2 separate regions of the Rattus norvegicus genome follow, and region 2 is linked to region 1. Evidence: chromatin contacts called from public Hi-C data. All regions are on one chromosome and are shown on one strand. The core of a region is the stretch at or near the end of the contact, and the rest is flanking DNA. Distances in the headings are between cores, read along the strand shown.

Region 1 (5,010 bases), core at 1,122-3,621:
TATAAATAGTAATTCGGCTTGCTCTCTGGCTGCAGCACAAAGTTTGGCTAATCCATCTGCAGTGGGAAGTGGCAGAAAGCAGTACGCTAACAGGAGGGCGATTAAATGAAACACCAAGGAGTGGCAGTTAAAGAAAATTACCGCTGTCCTTAGTATTTGAAACTGAGACAGACAGAGCGATCGGGGCTAGGATGGGCCTCACCTCTAGGATGCCTTTAACACTGTCATCTGGTTCCAACCCTGCAGCTCAGACCTAGCTTCCAGACTCACTGCCAGCCCTTCTGTTTGCATCGTCTTGCTTCCTCCATGTATCCGTCTTCTTTTATTCCCCTGGCTCTGTCTTCCACCATATGTTATCCTTCATCTGGATTACGGTATCTGATTCCTAGATGGCTTCTCTTGGCCCAGTCTCTGCCCTCATATGCAATTCTATGTGCTCTACAGATTAATCCTTATAAAACATATCTTTTGGGGTATCATTCGTCGATAAATAATAAACTATCAACCCCATTAAGGCAGAAAAATGGAGCTGTGGTTGCTGCTCCATGGACGAGTCCTCGCCAGCATATATCAGGTCTTATTTTGATTCCTAGTAATGAATGCAAATAGAGATGAATCAAAAAGGCACACACTTAGCCTTGTATCTGCTGTTGTGGGGATGTGGGCTCTTATCATAGAGAATGACCAAGGGTCTACCCCAAACCCAGCAAGGTCACTTCCTCCCATCTACAAAGAGCTAAGCTCCAGAAAATGACTTTTAGGAGCATTGGTTAGAGGAGAGTATGGGCGATCAGATCATTCCCTTCAGAATTCTGACCTACTGGTTTGCTTGAAACCATTAAGTGATGCTCCTATTTGACTTAACATGGTCCTATCAGGGAAGAGCTGGGATGATGAGAATTTTGGCCAATAGTGAGAGAGCAGGAGGTAAAATAGTTTCTGTTTTATCCCTCTGAGAAAAATGAGGGGCCTCATGCACAAGAGTGAGGTGGGGAAGCCCATGTGGAGGCACAGCTTTTCTGAGACTGACATGCCTTCTTGAACGTAGGACAGAAACACTACCTTCTCAACATTACTGTGAGGTCTGAGCATACCTGAATGTGTCCACAGAGATGCTGGACACACACAGCCACCTAGGTGATTATGTACCCATAAATTCAAGACAGAGAGGCACATCAAAGCTTTGGATCAGCCTCCACACCCTGACAAAACTCCAGCTAATGTTTTCCCTTGGAAGAATGCCTGCTTCCTCAACTGCAGGCTGGCATTCAAACAGGATCTTGTTTCATATTCTACCCTTCATCCTGTCTCACTGAGAGGAAACATCTAGGGAAAGAGGAATTAGTGGTTTACAACTAGATCCAAGAAATAGTCAGGAGTTTAGATGATTGAAAAATCCAAATAAGAGTTTTCTCTGACAAATTAAAGGGAAAAAGAAAGGCTCAACAAACAAACAAACAAATAAACAAAATAACCAAAGCAGTGCAGCTAAGAGCTGCTTGTTGTCATGGCAACTGAGGATCCTAATCCAGTCCTCAGAGAGAACAGAGATTACAATAGCAAGGGAGAGCCACACCCCTGTATCCTGAATCGACCCAGTGCCAGCCCCAGTCACTGTCTGGAGTGTCCCCTCTCAGAGTCCTTGAAAGGGAAACATGAAGGGGAATATTCTTATTCATTTGTTTTCCCTTTCTGTATTATGCGCGCGCGCGCGTGCGCACACACACACACACACACACACACACACAAACTATTTTGCTGCTTATCATCATCAGGCACCGTTTTCTTAGAGAATTATGCATTTTCCAAAGCATTTCTATGCATTTTACTTTGCTCATTTTGAACAGTGGGCTTGACATGGTGGTGTTATGTCTATTCTGTAGAAGACGGTACCAGAGGGATGCCACAGATGGGCCATCTAAATCTTTCGAAGGCGAAGTATATACATGTAGATCAAATGACTAATGAAATATATGAAGTTGTCATTGACAAAGTTTTGGTTGCTGTGCCAGCAGGGTCATCACATGAACTGCTGACCAGAATCATTTCGGTGGATAGTGAGTTGCTGTCATCCTCGGTGTTCTAGAAATAACAGCACGTAGGCTGGAATTCAGGGGCTAGTCAATAAGAGAGGCAGCTTCCCTATCTAGCTCTGTTCCATATTTGCAGAGGAGCAAGCAACCCCCCCTCCCCCTTTCTAGCTCTCGGGGCTGTTTGGAAACTATGGGAGAGAGCTAGAAACAAAGAGTGGTAATTGCAACATGCATTTCTGAGTCTCCCATTAGCAGAGTCATTCCCCTACTGTGCTGAGAGGTGACCTCATTAGGGAAGAGGAACATCAGTGGAAAACCTGAACCCTGTGGCAGTTGAGCCTGTGCCTGGAGAAGGCGTCCACAGCTGCTGCTGACAATGGGCTTCTGTGCCCCACTCTGCAAAAGGCCTTTGCTCCTCCCGATGAGCAGGCTTTGTTTTGTTTTATCTTCCAGCAAGATGGCTGCTGATTGCAATGAGCTCAGAATAGCAGAAAGTAATTAAAATTTCATTTAAAAAAAACTATTGCATAGCTTAACGTCTATCTACACCAGAAACACTGCTGGGGTAAATAAGATGGCATCGTCTTCATTTAACAAGGCAGGGAAAAGAACTCGGGCAGACTGGCACTCGTGGGGATAGGAAGAGCAGATACAAGAAGCTGGGTGGCGGATGCAGACATACAAAGTTGTAAGCCTTTGCCTGGACGTGCAAGTAGGCGACGCAGAAACAAGCATTTTACCACCCCAGAGCATCTGGCAGCAAGCTAATGGCTCAACCAGGGAACTCTCTAGCTCATATGGTACTGAATAAGGTACTGAATCTCATGCATTCAAATCCCACTGGTGCCCGAGTGAGTCTGTCTTAATTGTCTAGTGACCAAATGTGATGATAAGTTGTCATTTTAATAAGTGTGTGTGTGTGTGTGTGTGTGTGTGTGTGTGTGTGTGTTCATGCATGCAAGGGCACACATGTGTGTGCAGGGTGAGAGTGCACCTCTGTGCATGTGTATGTGCATGTACATGTAGAGGTGGAAGGATAGCCCTAAGTGTTGTTTCCTAGGTCCTATACATTTTGTTTTTCTAGACAGTCTCTTACTGGCTTGGAACTTGCCAAGCACACTTTCTGCACCATTTATTATACAATGGGAACTTTTTTGGTCTGGCTGTGATGATTCATGCCTATAGTCCCAGGTCTTATAGACAGAAGCAGGGGTAATTCTCAGTTACATATGTCTGAGGTTAGCCTGAGCTACATGAGACCTGTATAAAAACAAAAAATAAAGTAAGAATCTTTCTGAATTGATTGGGTAGGGTTTAAGCCAGCCTTTGAGTCACAGTTGACCTGTTTAAGGTAGTGATCTTGGCTTCTCTTTACCCCACAACAATCTTACTAAGCCTTTTCTAGATCTTATCTACATGGGCCCAGCCAACATCACCATTGTCTCCCCTGTGTGACTGACTGACTGTTCCTGCATTGTTAACAACTGGAAGCAAACACCCACTGCAAAATGGATGTCTGTTTCTTACGAAGACGTCTACATTTGGAGGGTGTTCTTTTGAAACACATACATTTGTCTGCAGAAAACGAAGGGTCTATCGAAAGCCTAGCACTCTGAGGAATTTAACTTTTATTACAAGAGCTGTATGTTCAGCCATGAGCTGTGTTCTGCAGGTCCAGACATCACTTTATATCAGTTTTGAAGGCTGTCTAGGTGGCAATAGAAATCCAATGATGAATATCATAAAACAGGTTCATTTAGCAATCAAATGATGTTATTATCATTACCACATTACCCATTTGATTCTAAAATTTATGTTCACTTTCAAAACCAACAACCCATTCCGTTCATTGTGTTCCAAAGCGCCTACATATTTTATGTTTAAAGTTAACTTGTCATACCCCAACTTCAGAAATAAATACCAAATCAATTTACTTCCTTTCTCTTTCCCCAACACTGAAAGCAAATGTCAAGTGTTATAAAGCTCCCCGATGATGTCAATAATGTTATTAAAAATTGAGATTTAATATCTCTTCTCATATTCTTTATAGAGAGAGGCATGGAAGTAGGTAGGGCTATAAAACTAATAACCAATTTTTTTTTCATGGCAAATACTTTCATTCACATGGGGCAGGGTAAACCAAGGCTTTTATGGAATCATTAAGCCAGATTATGAGTGATTTTGATGAAAACCAACTAAAAAATGTTAGTGAAGATGCCTGTGTCTGGATGAATCCAGATACTAGTGCCAGGAGGACTCACTTGCAGACCCACAGGCTTGTCGGGTTATATTCAGAGGTACTTGAGTTGTAACCTCCAGCATACAAGGGTGAGTTTACAATGGCAAGAGGAAGTATGCTTTGCTCAGAGCACATCAGCTAAAATGCTACTCGTAGCTCAATTTACACAAGAGGCACAGGCAGAAACATTTCTTTAAGTGGACCTGGAAAATATTGAAAGGTGGCATTCTTCCTGTTGTGTTAGACCCAGACAATGGCTACACAGGTCACTGATAAGAGAAGGAAGGGACTGGTGATGGCATAGTCCATAAAGGGCTGCTGTGCAAATGTGGGGACCGGTTTGATCCCCAGAATTCACATAAAAAAGCTGGGTGTGGTAGTATGTGTGTGAAATCCCAGCCCTTGGAAGGGAAATAGAGGAAGGCAGTGTGGACATTATCTTTATTAATATGGTTAAGGTGTTTGCAAGCTTCATAGACAAACGCTGGGTTGAAGATTCTGATTTTTCTTGCAGTGGTTACAACAATAAGGCACTATTTGTGATTTAATGTTTGGGTATCATAATGTTACTGTCATCCATGAATCCTCAATTTTTCCACCCTCTTAGCTTTTATAGTTTTTATATTTAAGGCAACATCACTGGATCGAGCCCAGGTTCAAGTTCAAATACAAAGGACAAGTGTAACCTTTCCTAACAAAGGTCTGTTTTGTGGATTCTTTGTCCGCATTTGTTTACAT
Region 2 (5,010 bases), core at 1,582-4,081, 100 kb after region 1:
AACAGCAACATAAATTGCTGATAATTTAAAAATTGGGAATTACATGTTATATCCTGTATATATTTAATTGAATAAAATATATTATTAAAATTAGTTTCTACTCTATTCTTATTTTTGTCAATGTGGCTATGGGAAAAATGTAAATGTATTATGGAGTTGTTTTTTTCTCATTTTGTTTCTATTGGATGCTTGTAGCCTAAAGTCTAGACCCTGGATAAATAACTCTCTAAAAGCTAGAATATTTTCCCAGCCCTGTCCCTAAAATAACCCCAGGCTTTATTCCTTAGACTTACATAGCAAGGGATAGATAACTTGTTGCTCTTCAGTTTCCTTAGCAATTAGTTTGTGTGACTTTCCTTGTTAATTTGGTCTTTAAGGTAGAAATAAAGGATGAAGCTGTTGATGTTCATTACTGTCTGCATGCAAGAACAATTTAAAGCCCTGGATCATACTGTTGAGCAATAAACTTGGCGAAGGCCAATTAGATTTTTCCATCATCCTTCGAGACATAATTCGGAGCAACAGAAGTGACACACTAGCCAGGTCTTGCAGTGTGCAAAGAAGTAAGAGAGGGGCTGGAGAGTAGGCACATTGGTTAAGGCACTTAAAAAATAACTATGAGGATAAAAGTTTGGATCCCTACAAATCCACATAAATGTTCGGTGGATATGGCAGCCAGTCTATAATTCCAGATTCCTAAGGTAGAGACAGAGCAAGTTGACTAGCCATATACACATGCTCAGGTTAGGACTAATCATGTGAGCATGCTCAGACTGTGACTAGCCATATTTAAGCATGCTGGGATTGAGACACCCTATACCAATGAATAAGGTGAAAGATGCTCAGGGGTGATTCCCAACAACCCCCATATGCAAGAACATGTACTCAAACAGATGCAAAGCATGCATAGAAATATGCATGCACCACACACACACACACACACACACACACACACACACACGCACGCACGCACGCGCACCATAAAAACAAACAAACAAACCCTCTGCTAAGTCAAATTCAAATATTCAAGTTAGCCCAAATTTGCCCAATGCAAAGTCCCTTCTGAATGAAAGAGACTAGGATATGAACTTTATTACTACTGCAACCTCGCACTCATTCTGCTCAGTATTTGCCTCATTTAGCACCTTTGGTTCAGCAGATGCAGAATACAGTTGTTTTAATCGGTTAAGTTTTCCCTTTGGTTAGGCATATTCTTTCTATGTAAATCTGAGGTATAATTAGACAAACTGACAACATTTACATAAATGATGAGGTGTCTGCCGCTCTGGAGATGAACATTCACATCGGGTACCATAGAAGTTGTGAAACTCGACAACCACATCCCAAGAAATAAACAGCCATTTCTCCCAAGGATGCCCAGAGCCAGCACATGAAGCCTGATTATAAATAGGAAAGCCATTTCTACCACTCAGGGAAGCAGTCTCATAACAACCAGCATAGGCAGGAAGGGCAAGAGGTAGTCCCTGATCATCTTTACGATATCTTCAACTTTGTGGCTAATTTCAACTCTATAGGGTCAAACATGTACATGTGTGTTTACATACACACTTGTATGTATAAACTGTAAATGCCAGAGGTTGATGTATATATGATTACTACATGGACGAGGCAATTAAAAGGCAAAACAGTTCCATGAATTGCTCAAAGTGACGTCCAGAGAAAACCAAGAGTCCTGGCCTGTGAATTCTCATAGCTCTGAGCTTATCTGACACTAAGGCATCCTGGGATATGGTCTTAGCCTAGTCTCAGGCTAAAATTGCGAATCAGTAATAAAATAATCAAAAGCGAACAATAGCAGTTATACACTTGTTCTGATAGAGGACCCTCTTGCCCACGAGGACCCTGTCCTCTTCTGATCCCTCTTCTGTCTTATTTACTGATGCAGGGGTCTCCCTCAGAGCTTGCTGGTATAGCTACATACTGAGACTGTTTCCATGCCAGACAAAGGGCAGATGTCTATCACATTCTACCTGGAGTTTAAAGATTCTCTTAGACTTAGTAGGTGTCAAGTCCAAGGTATTGTCCCATATCCTTCCCCAGTATCGGGATCCCAGGTTCATGCTGTCTTGCCTAGCTTTTAACATGGGCTTCAGTTCCCCAGGTTTCCCAAACCTGAATAGTTTAGGAGATAGTCTAAAGTCCCAGTTTCCTCTTAATGCTGGCTAGGGCTTTCTTCAGCATGGTGTTTTCCAAATATTTGCCCACCAAAGCAGTTGCTCATTCTAATCTAGGCCAGTCTGCTAAGCCTGATAAGGGAGGATACAGAATAAATAAGACATAATTCTTGCCTAGGCTGTAGTAGGCAAAGAAAATGATCATAAAGTCATCACAATGTAAAAACAGAGTAGGATAAATCTGGGGCAGGGAGGCAAAGTGCTGTGATCTCCCAAGGCTAAGCATCCTTTGGGCTTCAAACACAGGGGGGTTTCTTGTGGGAAGGATGGCATGAGGGATATGGGAGGGATTCTTTGTGGAGAACACTGCCTTAAAAGGGCAAAGACACAAGAAAGTGAGAAAGCAGTGGGCTTGTTGAAGGAATGGTGAGTAGCACATCTTGGCTGGAACACTGATTTAGGGATTAGGCAGAGATCATTTGAACAGCATGTTGGAACTGGGTCACCGAGAGTGTCTCCACACCAGACAAAGAGACCTGGGCTGCCGTGGGCATACTGGGGAGAATCCATGAGGACTGCAGATGGTGGGAATAACAAGATGTAGAGTGAGACAAAGCCAAGATCCTTGGCTGGGTCTCAGGAAACCAGAGTTGTGGGTGGTGCCCACACCCTCTGGTAAGCCAGTCATCCTCTGGGACTACGCTTTAGAAGAGCTTCTTTTCTTGGAGGTGGCCTGGCTCAGACAAGCTCTCAAACCCCCACACTCTAAGAAGGCTGAGTCTTGGGAGAAGAGCTGCATTTTGGGGAGACTTGTCCTGCGTTAGTGGAGCCAGAGGCTGGAAGGCTGGGGGACCAGAACAGGGGCAAGAGAGACAAGTATGAGGACATGTCAGAGGAACAGAGAATGCCATAGAAACTGGGGATGCTGTAAACCGGGGAAATAAGGAGGACTCGTTGGAAGCAGTCGAAGATAATTCCAAAGTTTAGAGTCTGGTTTGGTGTGGTGATCAAATAGGAAGGAGTCAAAAATAGCTTCAAGGTTTAGAGTCTGGGTGCAGGAGAAGGGAACTTAAGTCAACCTCGGTCCAGAGACTCTTGGAATAAACTCCTTCCATGTCACAGACACTGGGCAGACAAGGGTTCCAGAGACAACAAGGTCAGGGTCCCCAATGGGCAAGAGGTCCCTTCATCAAAACAAGCATGTAACTGCTATTGTTTGATTTTGATTATTATTTTATTACGGTTTGGGCAATTTTAGCCTGAGATTAGGCTAAGACAATATCCCAGTCAGCCTGGTGTCAGATAAGTTCAAAGGAATGAGAATTCACAGGCCAGGGCTTTTGGTTCTTCCTGGGGGTCCCTTTGAGCAATTCATGGAACTATTTTGCCTTTTGATTGCCTCATCCTTAAAGCAAGCTGAGTTTTTTCCAAGAAATTATGATGAAGTCTCAGTAAGTTCACTTCCGTGGGAATACTCCGAATCAGAAACACTTCGCGTATGTCACTGATGCGTGTGTGAATCCCAAAGCCACAGACAGGACGCTGTTGACAAGTCAAAGAAATGAATGCCTCCAGGTCTGGCTTAGTGAGCCAGTGAATTTACTGGGTTTAGTTACAGGAATGGGATGAGGGTTATTTGTAGGAGCATGTAGCACAGGCTGGCCTCGAATTCCCTATGACCTCCTTCCTCTTCCTGCTCCACTTCCCAAGTGCTAAAAAAAAAAAAAAAAACAGTGTGAACAGAGCCACCCTACATGGGACTGATAATATTCCTACCAGAATGTCTATGTTATTAAACAAAAATCCCAGTTCTAGGTATGTGGTACCTCTATTTGAATTGTTGACAAGGGAGTCCCCAGAGACTCTCAGAGCAATACATTCTATCGCTGTTGCTCTTGATGGACTATCAGGACTTTTTAGTAAGACACTATTGATGAAGACACTACATACTTTGGTAACAGGATTTACAGAAATCAAATTGGTACTTAAAAGTGGAAGCTCCCCCCCCCCCCGGTGGCTAGTTTTCCTAGTTAAAGAAGGTACTATGTGGACTGCTGGAGTTTGGGCAGGAGAAGGCATCAGTAGTCTTCCAGAAGTGTGGACGCTACAAGCTACAGTGATGACCAATATGGCGAGACATGCCCGTTAGTGTAGCAGGTGTGTGCATGTTATAGCAGTAACCATACACTTGCCTTCTAATTGGATTTAAGGTCCACTCACAGGTGGAATCTCATGCCTGATACTCTAAACCTGGCTAAAATGCTAGTAGTAGTGGTACTTGCTCGAAGGACACAGTATAAAATTGCTTTCTGAGCTCTCATCTTCACACCCTTAGATCAGTGTGACCTTCAATACTAATCAGAAAAGGTTCTTTTGGTAGTGGGTGGCAGCTACTACAGAAACTTACAACTGCTCAAAATCACAGTTGATAAGTGACACGGGGTGCCAACAGGCAGCCAGTGTGCTCCAGGACAGCTACATTGATGAACTCAAAGCAGCTGTGGTTTTGTCTACACGACCAAGCCATTTTGCAGTCCAGCATGGATGGGAAGGGGCACAGGAGGTCTCATTCATACCTGTGTAACTTATTTGACAGATGATGGCTGCTAAGGAAAGGAGAGTTTTTCTTCAGGTGTGTGACCCCTGAGAGGTTACTTATACTCCACTGAATAGCTACATATCCACGTGCATACGTCTGCACTAAGTGGACTCAGTGGGTTGAAATAAAAAGATATGAACAAGGAAGGGATGTGTGTTGTGGAGGAAGGGTCCAGAAGGATTTGGGGGCAGAGGAAGAGGAACATAATCAAAATGCAATGTGTATGTCTATGAAATATTCAGAGTATATGTAAAAACATTACAATAACAAAAACAT

What was found. A called contact is a pair of places that touch in the nucleus more often than the background predicts.
Region 2: a Hi-C map of frontal cortex shows a contact between it and region 1, with 2.4 times the contacts expected there. The contact joins two enhancer-like sites. A contact is called at or near these places in 2 of 12 Hi-C or Micro-C datasets (frontal cortex and prefrontal cortex).

The regions. Positions count from the first base shown.
Region 1 is chr8:58,878,005-58,883,014 of GRCr8, forward strand. All of the region lies in intron 1 of Ncam1 (neural cell adhesion molecule 1), which reads right to left. Among named protein-coding and RNA genes, the nearest start is that of Ttc12, 140 kb to the left of the region's middle. Within about 2 kb of position 2,372, at least 44 of the 93 cell types and tissues checked have an H3K27ac peak or open chromatin away from gene starts, as enhancers often do.
Region 2 is chr8:58,978,725-58,983,734 of GRCr8, forward strand. The region is part of intron 1 of Ncam1 (neural cell adhesion molecule 1); the gene reads right to left. Among named protein-coding and RNA genes, the nearest start is that of Ncam1, 81 kb to the right of the region's middle. Within about 2 kb of position 2,832, at least 11 of the 93 cell types and tissues checked have an H3K27ac peak or open chromatin away from gene starts, as enhancers often do.